2 separate regions of the Ovis aries genome follow, and region 1 is linked to region 2. The links are chromatin contacts, called in public Hi-C maps. All regions are on one chromosome and are shown on one strand. The core of a region is the stretch at or near the end of the contact, and the rest is flanking DNA. Distances in the headings are between cores, read along the strand shown. Region 1 overlaps ERGIC1 (endoplasmic reticulum-golgi intermediate compartment 1). Region 2 has its middle 48 kb from the start of TRNAC-GCA.

Region 1 (4,345 bases), core at 399-2,898, 140 kb after region 2:
CAGAGCCCGGAAGACCCCAGATGGGAGGGCTCAGCCGGGCCAGGCCGCTAGGGCCTCGCAGGGCACAGCTGGGAGGGTGACCTTTATCCTAGAGAAGTCTTTGCCCCTTGAAGCTTTCTAAGCAGGTCTTCGTGAATAGCTCACGTCAGAGCCTCCTTCAGCGTCCAGGTGAGGGTGGTGACTTTCATCACACACTAGAGGAGCCACTCACGACTTGCACTTGGCAAGACCAGAGTCCTTGTGTTGATACAGAAAAAAGTCAGAGGCCAGGACCGTGTGTCCCGGAAGTTTGGGGTGGGGCCCAGGAGCCTTTGCCGAATCACCGCCTGTCACAGTGGTGACGCTGGTGGTCAAGGTGGCTCAGAGGAACCCAGGGAAAACCTATTGTGTGCCCAGCAGGTCCAAGTTCATGCTCTCAGCTGACCTTCCAAGCGCCCTGTGGTCCAGGGTGGGTGTGCCCTATTGTCCAAAGAAAGCAAAGAGGGTTGGGCGCTGGTGAGGGATCTGCCCAGGATCCCGAGGCTCCTACGTGCCAGGTTTGGGGCAAGGTCTGTACTTCCTGCCTGTAAGTAACACCTGGGAGAGCACGTCCCTGTTTCCGAAGCACTTTGGGTGGCAGCACCCGGTCAGGAGGTCCTGGCGCCAGGAGAACCTCCCTGAGGTTGTGACTTCTGAAGCTCACATCGGCGCCTGCTCCTGCCATGTAGCCCAGGCCCCATTCATCGCTTCCCAGGCTCCCCCAGGCCTGGGGACAGCGGGTGACCTTATCAGGGACGGCTCTGCTCCCATGCATATCCAGCCCCCCTCTGTGTCTCCCCCCGCCCCTCAATTTATCTTTCAGGCCTCGGGTTGAGGCAGGGCCGTTCCCTGTAAATACCAGTGCCCTTACTTGTGCATTTTTCCTCTATGATTTTTCCTGTTTTGATGAAACACTGCTCTTGGCTGTGCAGGTTCCCAAGAGGGAACTGGGGCCCTGACCCGGCCAGCCAGTCATTCAGGAACTTTGCTCCCAGGCCCAGCCCCACACCCAGCCTGCATTCCGCTGGGGCCAGACCTTAACCTCCCTGCACTGTGTGAATGGGCCGTCCCTCCCCCACTCCCAGTCCCCGGATTCCCATGGCCACCTCCTTATCGCCTTTCCCAGCTGACTGAAAAAAGAGCATTCCAGCCCCCAATTAGCCTCGCCCTCTCTGCCTTTCTTCCCGACTGGGGGGCGGGGGGGGCGAGTGTACTAGGGTTCAGTCTGAGCCCCCTGCATCCATCAGGGCCTGAGTCACATACAGGCCACCTGTAGGGAAAGAGTCTGGGGGTGCCTTAGCCCGTTCATTCACTCGTGTGTTCAGCAAATGTACTAATTGCCTACTGTGTGCCAGGCGTTGTTCTAGGCCCTGGGCGCAGAGCGCGTGGAGATGGACAAGTATCGCCCGCCCGCCTGGTGAGGCCCAGCGGCGCTCCTTGGCTCCACTTTGCAGGTGGGGATGGAGGTGTGGAGCACTTGGGCAGGTTTCCAGGGGCTCCTGGCCACCTGTCTGCCACCTCTGAGGGGAGTCATGTTAAAAGCCCCTTGAGTAGGGCCCCTGGAGCCTGATACAGCCCTGAAACCTCTTCTGACTGAGCGTGGGCGAGACTCCAGCCCTCACCCCGTGCCTTGGTCAGGTGTCCTTGGGCAGGACAGCCTGCCCAGCTGGACACGGTGGCCTTGCCAAGACCACAGCACAGCCAGTAGGTGGTGGTTCCTGGATGTGGGAGCCAGTCCTTTGGGGTTCTTTACTGTTTGTTGGCTCGGTTATGTCTGCCCCTGTTCCCGCGGTGTTTCTTGCCTTTCAGCAGTGCTGTGCCTCAGGCCTTGTCTTCATCCCCCAGCTCTGCCAGAAGTGCTGTTCACAGTGTTTGTCCTGAGTAATTACAAGTTTTCAATCTTACCTTTGACGTACATTTACCCACCCCACGCTCCTACGTGTTTGTTAATTCCTTATTCATTCTTTCAACAAACAGCGTTTATTCAGGACCAGGCCCCTGCATGCCAGGGAGGAGAGAGACAGGTGAAGCAGACTCGTCGGTGTCCTCGGAGGGGGGACGAGGACAGGGTCCCCCTGCTGTGTGCGGCAGTGGGGCTGATACTCCGAAGGGCCAGGCAGGCCGACCTACTTGGCCCTCATGCTGGTGACGGGCAGAGCTAACCCCAAGGAGAGGTCTCAGGGCACCTGCATGGCCTTCTCGCATCTCTTAACTGATTTCATCTCAGCCATTGCTGTGAGGTGGTGCAGGGTCTGTCATTATGAACGCTGTGCGTTTCAGGAGCTAGGCCTTCCCTGGTGGTCTAGTGGTTGAGTCCATGCACTCCGTGCAGGGGGTCTGGGTCCTGTCCTTGGTCAGGGCACTAAGGTCCTGCATAGCAAGGTCATAAAACCATAATAATAATGAATAAAGTGAAACCCACCTGATTCTTAAGATACATCTGGAGCTAGCTAACTTACCCAGGGACAGCTGGCTAGTGGCAGAGGCGGGACTGAACCCAGGCTTCCTGGCTCCCCAGTCTCGGCCCTAACTGCGCCAAGCTGCATGGCTGTGAACTTGTTAGAGAAAGAAATGGGAGCGAGAGCGTACGAATCGCAGAGCTGAGAAAGCAGCAGACCGCCCCGAGGCTCGAGTGGCAGAATCGAGCCCGGCTTGTGTGGGAGCTGGTGCCTGCGTGCATCCAGGGCTCAGGTCCTTTCAGACCGAGAGACCCAGAGTGCTCTTGGGTGAGCACAGAGCCAGGGTGTCGGCCGCACCCGTGTGTCTCACTGAGCACAAAAACATACTCCAGAGCCAGACCCTGAGTTCCACAGCGTTTGGAGCCCTGCCTGAGGGCCTGGGCCGGTGCTGTGTGGAGGAGGAAGGGCCTGGCTGGGGCAGGCGGAGGCCAGGCCAACCTCAGCCGGAACCTGGCGCTGTCGCTGACCGCCGGGGTCACTCAGGGTGAGATGGGGTCCGCCCTCCTGGGCGCTCAGCGCGCCGCTGCACAGCCACTGCTGAGGACAGTAGAGGCCTTCCCCCGCCCGCAGGGGCCTGCGAGACCCGCCCTCCCCCGTCACCGCCAAGCTCGTCCTGCACCATCCCTGCTCCCCATGCTCCAGCTGTGTGGGCACTGATGCTGGGTGACCATGCTCCCCGCTTACCCTGCCGCTTGGAGGCCCTTCCTGGTCTCGGCATGGCCGACTCGTCCTCTCCCCACAGGTCTCTGCTCAGGGGTCCCGCCCTGACCACTCGGCCTGGCAGTGTCCCCGTGATCCTCCCCACACCACCCTGTGTGCTCCTGTGTGCACTTAGCATGCTTCAGAACAGCCACGCCTCTGTTTTGTCCATCCCCTCCACGAGAACACCAGTTCCTCAGTTCATGGGCCTTGCCTGTCTTGTTCACTCTCCTTTCTCCAACACCATCAGTGGTACCTGGCACTTGTGGACACTAAATGTTTGTTAGCTAGACGAATGAGCCTCAGTTTCCTCATCTGTAAAATGGGAAGGAGCTTGCAGCCCTGATAAAGGTGGTGTGAAGATTAGAGTGTGTTTAGGTTGAGGTGCCTCGTGCAGACCTTTCACTTACCATAGACACTCAGGATTGGTAAACGAAGCATGTGCTAAGACCCAGGAGTGAATGAATGTCCATCCTAGTTTAGACTCCATGGATGCTGCATGGCTAGTTTTTTTGATAATGCCAGGCCAACCTGGTGCTCACCAGCTCTGAAAATCGAGGTGATGGGTGAGGCAGAAGCAGGTGAAGGAAGGAAAGAAGAGAAAACATGGAAAGGAAGAAGGCCTGGGTTGTGAACTGTTTTCTGGTGGAAACGTAGAAAGATGATTTCTCTCAAGGCCAGCTTTGCCTCCTGAAAAGTTTGTAAATTCCTGCCAAGATATATATAATACATATACATACTTTAAGACCAAAAGAAAAGAGGGAGGGCACAGGTAATTTCAATTAATAAATCTGGAAATGACAATTTAAAAGTCACCATTAAAACCCCACAGTAATAATTGTTTCAGTTAAAATCTGCTGCTGCTGCTGCTGCTGCTGCTAAGTCGCTTCAGTTGTGTCTGACTCTGTGTGACCGCATAGATGGCAGCCCACCAGGCTCCCCCGTCCCTGGGATTCTCCAGGCAAGAACACTGGAGTGGGTTGCCGTTTCCTTCTCCAGTGCATGAAAGTGAAGTTGCTCAGTCGTGTCCAACCCTCAGCGACCCCATGGACTGCAACCTTCCAGGCTCCTCCATCCATGGGATTTTCCAGGAAAGAGTATTGGAGTGGGGTGCCAATGGATGGTGGGCAAGAGTTTAAGTAGAGACAAAATATTTTAAAAATAGAGAC
Region 2 (4,552 bases), core at 1,912-4,411:
CCAGGCCTCTGCCGCTCATTGGTGCTGTGATATGACTGACACTCTATCCCCTCTTCCATCTGCGGATTCCTCCTGTATAAAATGCGGTCGGTCGTGGTGAAAACGAGAGAGTAGTTTCAGTGTACCAAGAGTGGCTCAGGACTTCCCTGGTGGCTCAGTGGTAAAGCATCTGTCTACAATGCGGGAGACCCGGGTTCGATCCCTGGGTCAGGAAGATCCACTGGAGAAGGAGATGGCAATCCACTCCAGTACTATTGCCTGGAAAATCCCATGGACAGAGGAGCCTGGTAGGCTACAGTCCACGGGGTTGCAAAGAGTTGGACACGACTGAGCGACGTTCTTTCTAAGAGTGGCTCAGGACGTTCAAAGCAGCAAAGCTGGCTGGCGCGCGGGGCAGCAGGAGGAAAGGGGTGTAGCATGTCATCCTCACAGCATGGATTTCTGTCCCTGGGGTAAAGGGGAGCCATGAAAGGGATTAGCCCAGGAGACACACTATCAGATTTGTGTTTTCCAACGTGGTGCTGGCAGAAGCTGAGACCGGGAGGAGGCTGCATCCACTGGGGCTCTGGTACCAGCTCCAGGCCAGACACCCAGGGTCCACATGCCTGCCCTGCCCACTCCCCGCTGCTGCAGACCTACTTAACTTACCCTGCCAATGCCTTAGTTTCCTCATCTGTTAAATGAAAATAAGAGGATTATGAGAATTAAGTGAGAGACATAAAGCACGAGGCCAGAGTAAGTGCTGAATCCAGGGCAGCCATTACTGTTCGTCAGTAAAAACCGTCATTTTAAGCAGAGTACATCATGTGAGACGCCGGGTTGGATGAAGCAAAAGCTGGAATCAAGATTGTTGGGAGAAATATCAACAACCTCAGATATGCAGATGATACCACCCTAATGGCAGAAAGCGAAGAAAAACTAAAGAGCCTCTTGATGAAGGTGAAAGAACAGAGTGGAAAAGCTGTTTAAAACTCGACATTCAAAAAACGAAGATCATGGCATCTGACACCATCACTTCATGGCAAATAGATGGTGGAAAAGTGGAAACAATGACAGATTTTCTTTTCTTGGATTCCAAAATCACTGCAGCCACAAAATTAAAAGACACTGGCTCCTTGGAAGAGAAACTATGACCATCCTAGACAGCATATTAAAAACCAGAGACAACACTTTACCAACAAAGGTCCGTCTAGTCGAAGCTATGGTTTTTCCAGTAGTCACGTATGGATGTGAGGGTTGGACCATAAGGAAGGCTCCGTGCTGGAAAATTTATGCTTTTAAATTGTGGTGCTACAACAAAGGAAAATATAAGCAAGGTGAAAAGACAGCCTTCTGAATGGGAGAAAATAATAGCAAATGAAGCAACTGACAAACAACTAATCTCAAAAATATACAAGCAACTTATGCAGCTCAACTCCAGAAAATAAACGACCCAATCAAAAATGGGCCAAAGAACTAAATAGACATTTCTCCAAAGAAGACATACGGATGGCTAACAAACACATGAAAAGATGCTCAACATCACTCATTATTAGAGAAATGCAAATCAAAACCACAATGAGGTACCACTTCACACCAGTCAGAATGGCTGCGATCCAAAAATCTGCAAGCAATAAATGCTGGAGAGGGTGTGGAGAAAAGGGAACCCTCCTACACTGTTGGTGGGAATGCAAACTAGTACAGCCACTATGGAGAACAGTGTGAGATTCCTTAAAAATTGCAAATAGAACTACCTTATGACCCAGCAATCCCACTTCTGGGCATACACCGAGGAAACCAGAATTGAAAGAGACACATGTACCCCAATGTTCATCGCAGCACTGTTTATAATAGCCAGGACATGGAAACAACCTAGATGTCCATCAGCAGATGAATGGATAAGAAAGCTGTGGTACATATACACAATGGAATATTACTCAGCCGTTAAAAGAATTCATTTGAATCAGTTCTGATGAGATGGATGAAACTGGAGCCGATTATACAGAGTGAAGTAAGCCAGAAAGAAAAACACCAATACAGTATACTAACACATATATATGGAATTTAGGAAGATGGCAATGACGACCCTGTATGCAAGACAGGGAAAGAGACACAGATGTGTATAACGGACTTTTGGACTCAGAGGGAGAGGGAGAGGGTGGGATGATTTGGGAGAATGACATTCTAACATGTATACTATCATGTGAATTGAATCGCCAGTCTATGTCTGACGCAGGATGCAGCATGCTTGGGGCTGGTGCATGGGGATGACCCAGAAAGATGTTATGGGGAGGGAGGTGGGAGGGGGTTCATGTTTGGGAATGCATGTAAGAATTAAAGATTTTAAAATTTAAAAATAAAAACTAAAAAATAAAAATAAAAATAAATAAATAAATAAATTGTGGTGCTAGAGAAGACTTTTTATATTTTCGTTCAGAAAGGCCACTTGACTGATGGAGGTAAAACTGAAAGGTGTTCTCCACAGCCCTCCCTCACTCATGTCAGTGGCTTCACTGGGCCCTTGGACTTCAAGATGCAACCAGATCCAACCTAAAGGAAGTCAACCCTGAGTATTCACTGGAAAGATTGATGCTGAAACTGAAGCTCAAACACTTTGGCCATCTGATGCAAAGACCTGACTCGCTGGAAAAGACCCTGATGCTGGGAAAGACTGAAAGTGGGAAGAGAAGGGGAAGACAGAGGATGGGATAGTTGTATGGTATCACCAACTCAATGGACATGAATTGGAGCAAACTCTGGGAGATGGTGAAGGACAGGGAAGGCTGGGGTGCTGCAGTCCATGGGGTTGCCATGAGTCAAACACAACAGCATCTGAACAACAACGAAAGAGTCGTAATCAGTGAATGCAGGAGTTTGTGAAGACCAAAAAGGACGGAGTCACTGAAGGCCCTTGAGAGTGCCTGAGGAACAGTGTGGCCCGGAGGACACAGTGTAACAGGACTCCCTGGCCCTCCTTGGGTGCCAGGCTGGGAGCTGATGCCTAGATTGGACTCCCGCCCCTCTCCTCCCTGTGCCCTGGCCCTATCCACCCACATGACCCAGCTTCCTGTTTGTGATGCCAAGGCTGGTGGGAGGAAATCAGTGCCCCCACCCTGGGGCTGGAGGGCAGGAATGTGGATGTGCTGACGTCAAAGCGTGTCCTAGTTCTAGGGAAGTCGGGATGGGAAGGGCTTCCTGCAGCTTCGCCTTTGATCCCATGGCTGCACTGGAGATGTGAGCCAGCCCAGAGGGAGTCCAACCACAAGAGCAGGGTTTTTTTCTGATGGATGCCCCTATAGTGAAGTCAGGGTCCTACCCCCACACGGCTACGTGGTCCAAGGAAATCACCTCCCCCTCCCAGGCTCAGCTTCCCTAGCTATAAGGATCTATGAGTGTCCATTCCAAAGCCTGCTTCACTCCTCAGACGCATATTAGGGGACCCAGCCTGACCTGGAAGGACTGATGCTAAAGTTGAAGCTCCAGTACTTTGGCCACCTGATGAGAAGAACCAACTGATTGGAAAGGACCTTGATGCTGGGAAAGATTGAGGGCAGGAGGAGAAGGGGGTGACAGGATGAGATGGTTGGATGGCATCATGGACTCACTGGGCATGAGTTTGAGCAAACTCCGGGAGATGGTGAAGGTCAGGGAAGACTGGCATGTTGCAGTCCATGGGGTCGCGAAGAGTTGGACATGACTTAAGAGAGTCAACAGCCTGAGCTGGCTGATGGTGGGGGTAAGAAAGGAGGCCCTGAAGCCAGCAGACTGTGGCCAAAGCATTTCTGGAGGTGGCTGCAAGTGGTTTTCCCAGCATCAGGCCTGTGACGCAGGCTGAAGCCTGACCCAGGCACCTCCTGGCCCAGTGACTCAGTTTCCCCAGCTCTGCAGAGGCATAATATACCTCTTCTCAGCCGTGCAGAGGCAGTGAGGCGTGGCTGACACATGTCCATCTGTGGGGGTCCTTCATAATATCATCTATCAAGCACTTGTCACACCCTCAGAGATTTATGTGTTTTCAATTGATTCCAAATTTAATCCTAAGAGATAGAGACTGGGATTGCTTCCATTTTACAGAAGGGTAATCTGAGGCTTCCCTGGTAGCTCAGTGGTAAAGAACCTGCCTGGCAACGCAGGAGCTGAATTGTACTTAGTCGTCCAGTTGTGTGCGAGTCTTTACGATTCCATGGACTGTAGATGACCAGGCTCCTCTGTCCATGGGGATTCTCCAGACAAGAATACTGGAGTGGGTTGCCATGCGTTCCTCCAGGAGATCTTCCCAAACTAGGGATCAAACCCAGGTCTCCTGCACTGTGGGAGACCATCTGAGCCACCAGGGAAGCTCAAGAATACTGGAGTGGGTAGCCTATCCCTATCCAGTTCCCAAACCAGGAACTGAACTGGGGTCTCCTGCCCACAGTGCAAATGTGGGTTCAATCCCGGGTCAGGAAGATCCCCTGGAAAGGCAATGTCAACCCACTGCAGTATTCTTGCTGGGGAAGTCCCATGGACAGAGGAGCCTGGTGGGGCTACATATAGTCCCTGGGGTTGCAAAGAGTCAGACATGACTTAGTGA

What was found. Hi-C and Micro-C count contacts between places; a contact is called where the count stands out from the background.
Region 1: a contact with region 2 is called in a Hi-C map of muscle, with 2.1 times the contacts expected there. The contact joins two enhancer-like sites. A contact is called at or near these places in 2 of 16 Hi-C or Micro-C datasets (muscle and tail adipose tissue).

What each region holds. Positions count from the first base shown.
Region 1 is chr16:4,790,048-4,794,392 of ARS-UI_Ramb_v3.0, forward strand. The region is part of intron 1 of ERGIC1 (endoplasmic reticulum-golgi intermediate compartment 1); the gene reads left to right. Among named protein-coding and RNA genes, the nearest start is that of ERGIC1, 27 kb to the left of the region's middle. Within about 2 kb of position 1,649, at least 34 of the 54 cell types and tissues checked have an H3K27ac peak or open chromatin away from gene starts, as enhancers often do. A contact at or near this core is called in muscle and tail adipose tissue, where this site is marked.
Region 2 is chr16:4,653,385-4,657,936 of ARS-UI_Ramb_v3.0, forward strand. No RefSeq gene overlaps it. Among named protein-coding and RNA genes, the nearest start is that of TRNAC-GCA, 48 kb to the right of the region's middle. Within about 2 kb of position 3,162, at least 7 of the 54 cell types and tissues checked have an H3K27ac peak or open chromatin away from gene starts, as enhancers often do. A contact at or near this core is called in muscle and tail adipose tissue, where this site is marked.